Linked DNA regions of Zea mays: region 2 is linked to region 1. A link is a contact called in public Hi-C data. All regions are on one chromosome and are shown on one strand. Each heading gives the region's core, a stretch centred on a gene start, on an enhancer-like site or on the middle of the called end of the contact. The rest is flanking DNA. Distances are from core to core; before and after follow the strand shown.

The links. A called contact is a pair of places that touch in the nucleus more often than the background predicts.
Region 2: a contact with region 1 is called in a Hi-C map of endosperm, with 1.9 times the contacts expected there. The contact joins the promoter of sbp12 here to the enhancer-like site in region 1. A contact is called at or near these places in 2 of 25 Hi-C or Micro-C datasets (endosperm and leaf).

What each region holds. Positions count from the first base shown.
Region 1 is chr5:88,733,502-88,737,892 of Zm-B73-REFERENCE-NAM-5.0, forward strand. No RefSeq gene overlaps it. Among protein-coding and RNA genes, the nearest start is that of sbp12, 73 kb to the right of the region's middle. Within about 2 kb of position 2,705, at least 17 of the 20 cell types and tissues checked have an H3K27ac peak or open chromatin away from gene starts, as enhancers often do. A contact at or near this core is called in endosperm and leaf, where this site is marked.
Region 2 is chr5:88,806,713-88,811,496 of Zm-B73-REFERENCE-NAM-5.0, forward strand. sbp12 (SBP-transcription factor 12) reads left to right here and starts at 1,846. Exons shown (of 4, transcript NM_001136780.1): 1 at 1,846-2,259; 2 at 2,857-2,993; 3 at 3,364-3,597; 4 at 4,618-4,784. The coding sequence starts at 1,946.

The DNA of each region.
Region 1 (4,391 bases), core at 1,455-3,954:
TTATAATCTATATGTTTCACCACTACATTGCAACCTTCAGTATCATGCAGACTTCGATATATGTCACGATTTGCATGGTCTCATCATTATAGAGCACGTTCCACACATATCGGAAGAAATTACATCGTACATCGTTAGTCATCAGACACATACCACCATACGCTTTTGCTTAAACAAAAAGGCAAGTGTGTGTTTGTGAAGAGAATTAAAGGCAAGTCGGCACAAAAGCTACCCAACGGTGGCGAGGATGACAAACTGGTCATTGTTGTCGGTCCTCCTCTGCGTCACCTCTGACGCCAAGATGACGCCACAGTCCTCGATATAGTAGTCATCGAACGCGCGCGACATACCGAGTACTGATGACTCTTGGCTGGGCTGTAAAACGAAGTGCACCCCGGGCTCATCAGCAAGGTAGTACCCCTGACCGTTGCACCACCGGATGCGCTACTCCTCTACATACATCGTGTTCAAGGACACTCATACAACGTCAGCAACGGCCATCGTCTCAGCGCACAAGAATTCATGACCAGTCAGTAGCGACTTACGTGGCAGGTTGGGCTTCAGGTGGACGATGAGCTGGACGACGTGATGACGTCGTCGTTGAATGCAGTGCCCAGAACTACCCGAGAGTCACCGATGTTGGCGACGACCATGAGGTCCCCCTGCTTGACGATGGACAGCGCGGAGTAGCCGCTTTGCACCGCGTCCAAGCGGTGGCGGCGCCAGAGCTTGTCGTACATAGCGGCACATGCGGCCACGTAGGGCTGTTTCTAGAGGTCGAACTGGCAGTCACCAAGTTTCTTCTTGTCGTCGATGAGCGACCCCAACACGAGTGCCTCCTGCTAATGATGTTTGTTCGGGGTTTCCAAGTAAGAAACATGGATTCATGTTTGGCGTTGGTTTATAAAAATAACTCACAAGTCAGATCCATGGAAAAAAATATTACAAAGAATAAATGTCACACATGCAAAAAAGGAATTTAAGTTGAAAATATTATTCAAACAAAAGAAATTGCATGTAAGGCTCTTCTTTAAATACTACTCACTCCATCCAAAAATATAGTTCAAGAATCTCGGTGATACTTATCTAATACTACGCATTGTGCAATGATAGCAGGTGGGCTTGGGGAGAGATGTAGTAGATGTGTTTCTGTTATAGATGTAGACATAAATATATATGTGGTGTAGTGGTAGCTACTACTAAATTTGCTTGAGAGGTTGTGGGTTCAAATCCCCTTGGGGCTATGTGTATTTTTTTAATTTTAGCTAGGCGGCGGCTGTACGGGGGAATGGAAATGGGAATGGGCTGTGCACGGGGAGGAGGGAATCGGAATGGGCAGAACGCGGAATGGCCGACTACTATTGCAGCCTTAATAAGTAGTAGAGATTTAGATTTTATTAAGTCAGAAATAGCAAAGATAACATAGAAAGGTGGACTTCCAAATGCAGAAGCAATTGGAAAATTGTACATCTTATGCAACTTGATCGAACTGTTATATTTTAGATCTTTTGTTTAGCATTTTTTAATCCACATGTATTTCTCTATCATATAAAACTCTATATTGGTTCTTTAAAATAATTTATATGAATTTGATAATGTTTGTCACAACTCACATGAATTCTGTATACCATAATGAATTGATGGTTGAGAGATTATGCACGAGGCATGCAAATTAACAAGACTCATACAAGCGTCGAACAATGTGCTGATGATGATCAGAGACACAATGGCAGCACATGATCAGGTCTTAACATGTTTGGCTTCCGAACAGGCTTTTCTCCAGATCCCCAAGAAAGAAGAAGATCCGGTCAGATATATGTCGATGCTCATCCCAACGTACATAAGTTATCAATTGTATTATATGTTCCCATTGCAACGCACGAGCACACAACTATAATACAAGAAAACAAATAATACAACAAAAATCTACCTCTATCATAAAAGGATAGCTCTCATTTTCTATATAGTGTTTTACCTCATTAATTTTTTTTTCAATCGATTCGAAAGTAGATTAGACAGAATATATGAATTTATCTCTAATCCTCACATTCCATGGATTCAGAAATGGATATTTGCAAATCAGATAATACCTAAAATAGAAAAATAGAGTCCCTATCCGTAGAATCGAAACCTTTTTTGCGCCGATCTTGGTCAAAAGTTTTAAGGCCCGTGCTGAAACTAAAAACATCCTACTCTTTAATCTGGCCATGAAACATAGAATTAGAATATCCCCTCTTTTTTTACTTGGGGGGGAGGGGGGCTCTCCGCGTGCATGGAGCAGACATTTTTTTGTAGGAAAGCACGGATCAGACATTTTGCAGGGGCTGATATATGTATGGGCCGATTTGAATTCAGGTTTGAAATGACTCGGTGGGTGGCCCAGCGAGGACGTTTAAAGTGTGCTTTCGGCCTAGTGATTATGAGCTAGAATGTTAAGCCCAGCTCGATCGAGTGCTCTGCATGATGCATGCATGACCGCTGTCTGGAAGAAGAAAGAATCCAATGCAAATAAAAACCCCGGCTGGACGAGAGACTACTGCAGGAGAAGGCCGGCCCTCCCAGTTGGCAGTTGCCATCCGTCATGGCACTGGCTGACTGGCAATTGGCGTAGGCTGGCGTCAGACGACGGCAGCGCATGGCCCCCAATCGCGTGTGCCTGTCGGTGTCGGCTCTCACTTCCTCTCGTCGTCAACCAATCGGATTCAATGGACGGCTATATATCAGACAGGTCGTTGGATGCTCTCGTTCACGCATGGGCCTTAAGCCAGGACATCTCTTGTTTCGTCTATTATTCTCATTAAAGATGTTAAATGTGCGAATGAGTTCAACCCACGGAATTTGTTGCCTTGTCTTTAGTGGTAACACTAAAAGGGGAAAAGTTGTGAAGTGTTATTGGCAAATAACATGTGATATGTGTAATTCCACATATACTAGAAAGTTTGGTCTGGGTGTAAATTTTTACTTTAGACTCTGCATATAAAAATGAGTGGTGTTTGGTCCATGACCGAATAAAAAGAGTTGAAAGTACTTTGACCAACTCTGGCTAAAAGAGGCTTGCCATGCTCATACTTCCAAACTATATACTTGCTAGCCCCAACACTTGTTCTTTTGGTAGGCCTGCAAACTTCAAAAATGCCACCATATTTCTCAAGTTCTTCTAAATGTGCAAGCAGAAGCAGTCTCAATACAATGTGGTGACAAATGCAAACACAACTTGATCTTTCTATTTTTCACTTATCTTGATTTAAATTTTAGCAGAGTATGACTAAGATAGAGCATGAGACATAGCAACCTAGCATACTAGTGATAACAAAAAGGATCTCAACACATCTTACACAAACTAGTTGTTAATATCGGTGGTGAAAATTTTTCATATTTAGCAAACTTATTCCACCTTCATATTATCTCAAGATATGAGACACGAGTCCTGAAAGGATCACGATGCCCAAGAGGGGGGTGAATTGGACTTTTCTAAAATTCCAACAAAAGTTAAACCCTAAGTATGAGCCCAACTTTACCCAACTACTAGCAATAAGTGAATACTACTAGATGAACAACAACCCTAAGTCATTACTACAAATACTAGCTAAGCAATTGCACAAAGAGAAATGCTCAAAATAAATGCGGAATGTAAAGCAAGGGTAAGAAACTCCTCCAATTTTTTGCAGAGCTATCGAAGAGTCTGCACTCTTCTCTAGTCCTCGTTGGAGCACCCGCGCAAGGGTATCGCTCCCCCTTGGTACTCGCAAGAATCAAGTGCTCTCTATGAGATGATCCTTTGCCACTCCGGCGCGGTGGATCCCTCACGACCGCGTACAATTTTAAGCTGGGTCACCAACAAATCCTCCAGGGTGATCACCGCACTCCAATCGCCATCAAGCCGTCTAGGTGATGCCGATCACCAAGAGTAACAAGCTATAGACTTTCACTTGACCAAGAGAAGCCTAATGCATGTGGTGTGTGCTCTAGGTGGCTCTCACGTGCACTAATGAGGTCCTAACACGGGATTAAGATTTTCTAATCACCTCGCTAGGCTTTTGTGGGGCTTGCAATGCTCTAGCAATGAATACACTTGAATGTGGGCAGCAAGACCCTAAATGAGGCTGGCGGAGGGGGTATAAATAGGCCCAACCACTGTGATATCTTGGCCCCTGGGATGGTGATATCCTGGCCTAAGGCTTAATAGAATTAATAGAGTATCCATACCAACAAGGTGCATCTTCTTTTTCAGAAGTCTATCTCGTAAGAACCTCCAAGTTAAGCGTGCTTGGCTTGGAGCAATTTGGAATGGATGACCGACCGGGAAGTTTTCTCGGGTGTGCATGAGTGAGGACAAAGTGCGCACAAAAGGCTCGTGTTGGTATGTGGGGATAATAATTAATCCTAGAGAG
Region 2 (4,784 bases), core at 596-3,095, 72 kb after region 1:
ACGCCAACACCGAGGAGGAGGAAGAGGAGAAAGTGCTCGTGGTGGTTGCATGGTTGGTTGCGCATGCAAGAGTAAGACTTACTTTATCTGATTGTTTGGGGAGACATGGGGGAATCAGATCTACACACTTCACGCGTGACACACGTGCACAAAACTCATGCTTTAAAGGAGCAGAGAAATTTTCTTTCTTATATAAATATATGGTATAACTATTGAGTTTAGTAGCATATAACACATTGTTGTAACACTTTGGTCTTAGTATATAGATCTATTAAGGTATGGGAATTGTAAGCTACAAAATTAAGCAGTTAAGAAAAAAAAGTTATAAGTAAAAGCAAAACTAGTTAGGATGATCTTACCTTCTATGTTTTAGAGTGAGATTTTAGAAATTATTAGAGAAACTCACGAATATGCTCCTAATATTTTTAGCCCTTTAAAATTCATTGATTTAACAAAATTTTAAAACTATGAACATGCTCTAAATGCTAAGGTGAACATTGTGGGTCTATTTGATTCAGTTGTAGATTTTTTGGAAATTTGATTCTAGCTATGAGCTGCGAAAGCTGTTGTGAGCTGACGATTATGAAAAAACTAAAATTTATTTGGTTTAAACAACTATAAACTATAGATTCTATAATAGCATGATAATTTGTAACATTGACGACAAGAATATAAAAAATCTAGGATAGAAGGTAATTCTAAATTAAACTAGAGAAATATGTAGATTTCAAAAATATATTCTACTGTTATATCTGTTTAATGTTATATCCGTTTAATTGAGATTCTATATTTTCTTACAATAAATTTGGTTCAGATTGCTGAACCAAACACGATTGCATATACACACATCTTTTTGTACCAACACTATATTTGAATAAGACATACCATACCATTCCTAATACAAATATAGAAGAGACAAAAAAGTATAAAACTATGCAAAATTTTTACTCTATGTTCTAGAGTGAGATTACGTCATTCTCAATAGGGGTATTTAAGTATTTGCCATCTTTACGAAATGTTCTTAATCATATGCCACTGACACATGTGTCACTGACATGGCAAAAAATTTGTCACCCACCTTAAAATAGTTAATTTTTCCTTCTCAATGGGAGTTTCATGGCACAATTAACTAGAGTGACACATCATCTAAGGAAGTTTGAAACTATGATGAAATAGTCTCACACAGTGCATAGTTTCATCTTTATTGTTTCCTAGGTCACATGCAAAACACAAACATCTTGAAAAAACAATGTACACATGATTTCATCCCCACGAAATTGATTTCATATCTTTCATAATAAATACACTGTCATACCATAGCCTATTTAATGCCCATGACACTTGAGAATGACCTTATAGAAAGTATTAGATAAACTCACGGATATGGTCCTAATATTTTTAGTCCTTTGAGAAACAATTATTGGTTTTTTCGGATTTTAAGGTGATGCTCTTAGTTTTGCTAGTGTTATCATTTTTATTCTTAGTCGTGGGTTTTTCTCAGTTTTGCCCTTCCAGCGCTATAGAGCAGAAGAGTAAAACTGAGAAAAAAATTACAACAAAGGGTAGAAATGAGAAAGATGCCAAAACTAAGGGCCTAAATTTAATAGTCCTTTTTTAACTATGAAGATGCTAATGCTGAAGTTGAACACTACGGTCATATACGTAAGCGGTACACATCTTTTTTTTAAGGGATGCAAACGCAAACTGAGAATTGTCCGTATAAAAATACCTCAAAAAAAAGAAACAAAAGGCACATGCAAAAAAAAAGAACAGAAAAAAAAAGAAAAAGGAGGTCAAAATATAAAAAAGACCTGCCTTTTTTTTCTATTCCAAATTCCCTTTCCCCATCTCGTCTTCTCCACAGTCCACACTGTTCACCACCTCTCCCATCCTCTCTTCGATCCCCAAATCCCGAATTGACCAGCCCAAATCGTCGCCGCGGCGCATGGAGTGGACGGCCCCGAAGCCCGCCTCATCGCCTCCCCTCCTCTGGGACTGGGGAGACCACGCCGCCACGGGCTCGGGCTCCTCCAGCGACGCCCCGGCGCGGCGCGGCGGGAAGGAGCGGGAGGCGAAGCGTGCCAGGGCCGGCGAGGACCGCGGGGGAGGTGAGCTGAGGTGCCAGGTCGAGGGGTGCGGATTGGACCTCAGCAGGGTCAAGGACTACCACCGTAAGCACCGCGTCTGCGAGGCCCACACCAAGTCCCCCCGCGTCATCGTCGCCGGCCAGGAGCGCCGGTTCTGCCAGCAGTGCAGCCGGTGGGTCGTCTTCTCGCTTGCTCTCGCTTGCCTCCTCCACGCCTCTTCTCTCGCTTGCTCTGTGCGATTGCTTCCGTCTTCCTTCCTTTGATTGCTTTCTGCAACGATGGTTCGCGCTTTTGCGCTGCAATTATCGCGTGATTTGTTGATTGGTTTGGACAAGCAGTTGTTTTTTACGTGTTCTCTATTAGTTTTGTGGCTACATGCTGTGTGTGTGTACGGCGCGTGAGCTGCGTGCGCGGTTGTGCCGTTTTTTTGGGTACGGAACTACATTTTTTTCCTGATCTAGCAATGAAAGATGCTTCCTTTCCACTATTGGTACTGTTGTACTTGTTGTGGAGAATCGTACGCATGGGTGAAATGAGAAATGGCTACTATGCCTGTTTCCCTTTTCCAGTTTTGGTATGGCTCTCGATATATGGGTATGCTTTTGGGATGAGCGTTTTTTTGTGGGCTACTGACCCGTGTCTATTTTATTCCATTAAAACTATGTGAATATTGCAGGCATATATCTCCTGTATTGCACTTTTACATGGCATTTAACCATAAATAGTGTCTATTTTGTTTTTGCTGATTGCTTGGGTTCTGGCAATCCAGATTCCATGCGCTGTCAGAGTTTGATCAGAAGAAGAGGAGCTGCAGGAGGCGTCTGTCTGATCACAATGCCCGCCGCCGGAAGCCTCAGCCAGATGCATTCACCTTCGCCTCTGCAAAGCTGCCTTCGACATTGTTTGGTAATGTTTTCATATCTTGACTACTGTTCGAAATTTGCTATCAGTGGAAGTGGACACTAGAAAAAATGGTGGTGATGGGCTCTTAGCCAGGTTCTAGATTCATCTGCATGTACGTCATGCAAACAGATGTCTTGTTACGCAAATGGCAAGCTTTCTATCTTTTATACTTAGCAATAAGTTGTCTGTTGTGTTTCTTCGTGTAATTAAATAGAAACTAGGCATTGGACTTGAGAGTATCGTGATTAGTAATATATGTATCTTGTACTATACAGCTAGCAGGATTATCGTGTTTCAATTGTATTATTCTACCTTCTTACCTCCTATTTATAAAGTGAAATATTCTTATCCCTGAACTTCTCTGCCACTGCAGATGATAGGCGGCAAATAAGTTTTGTCTGGAATAAAGCTCCTGTTAGCCATGTAAGACCCTTCACTTCTCCATGGGACAGCTCATCTGACTTAAAGCCCCCTTATGCAAAGGAAATAAGTGATGTATCAACAAAAGTTGGGACAATTACTGGACAAGTTCATTTGGATAAATCTCACATGTTCAATGCTATTCCAACACTTAGCCATGGCAAAGATGAGCCTTGGCCAATGAAAGGTTTGATTTTCCAAACATTATCCATACTTGCTGCAGAAATGTGTTCATCAAGGAAGAAGCTTTGTTAAGTGGTTTGCCATATTTGTTGACAAAGGGTTGTAAACCATCTCCGGTTTAGTCGGACCTTACCTAAAACATCTTCCGCAGTTGACACATAAAAGGGACCTTTATCCATTTTATCATCGCTTGCAGAGATGGGAAGCTGATTATTATTACACGAGTACTTTGAATTTTCATTGCAGAAGCTTGTGAACTTAAAAGTCAAAATATTTTTGTAGCTATTCATATGATTTAGCCTGCATAGAATGTATGGCGGAACAAAGATTGCTGAACTCCTTGCCATACCTCTATTCAAACTGGGCTTATAGATGTTTTGTTGTAGGTTGCTTGATTCTTTACTCTGTAAATTTACTACCAGAAAAAAGAAGAATGCTACCAGAATTGAACTGTCAGTTGTATTCACATGTTAGTTTAGGATGCAAACACTTGATTATGTTGGATTTATGGGAAATAAAATGTTGCAGGGACTGATACCATTTTCTCCAAAATGGTATTGGGACTTGGTTATTAGCGATGATGGATTTTGAGTGCCAAGAAAACGTAGATGTTTTTCTATCAATATCATATTTGGTAGCATTATTTTATTTGTTTAGTTTCACCTATTCTAGGTTTCTGAAGTCCTAGATCACTGTTGAGATAATTAATTACTCCATGTTTCGTTTATGGATGACATGTAAACTTCATTTTGCTTGCAAGAAATTACTAATAAACTGCAGGTCTATTTGACTCTCCTGCACTTACATTTTACTGTGCTAGTGACCAGTTTAATAATTCTGAGCATCAGAGTTAGAAATTGTAATTGACTGTCATACAACTCTGCTTGTTTTCATGCTAGTTTTATTGAACCATGTCATGTGATTTCATTTGCCATGCCGTTCCTGTTCCTGCACCGTCTGCACTTCGATGTTCTTTTGTTGTCCCGATGGGTGTATGACATAGTCTGAATGATCGGTTCTACAGGTCTGGACATGTCTATATCTGCTTCAAAATTCGATGGAGCAGCGGATCTTCAGCATGCTCTCTCTCTTCTGTCAGCCGGCGCTTGTGGACTGCCTGATTCTGTACATCAAACATCTTGCATTATCCAATTCAATGGTGCCAGCGAGAACAGCAGTGACCTTCATGTA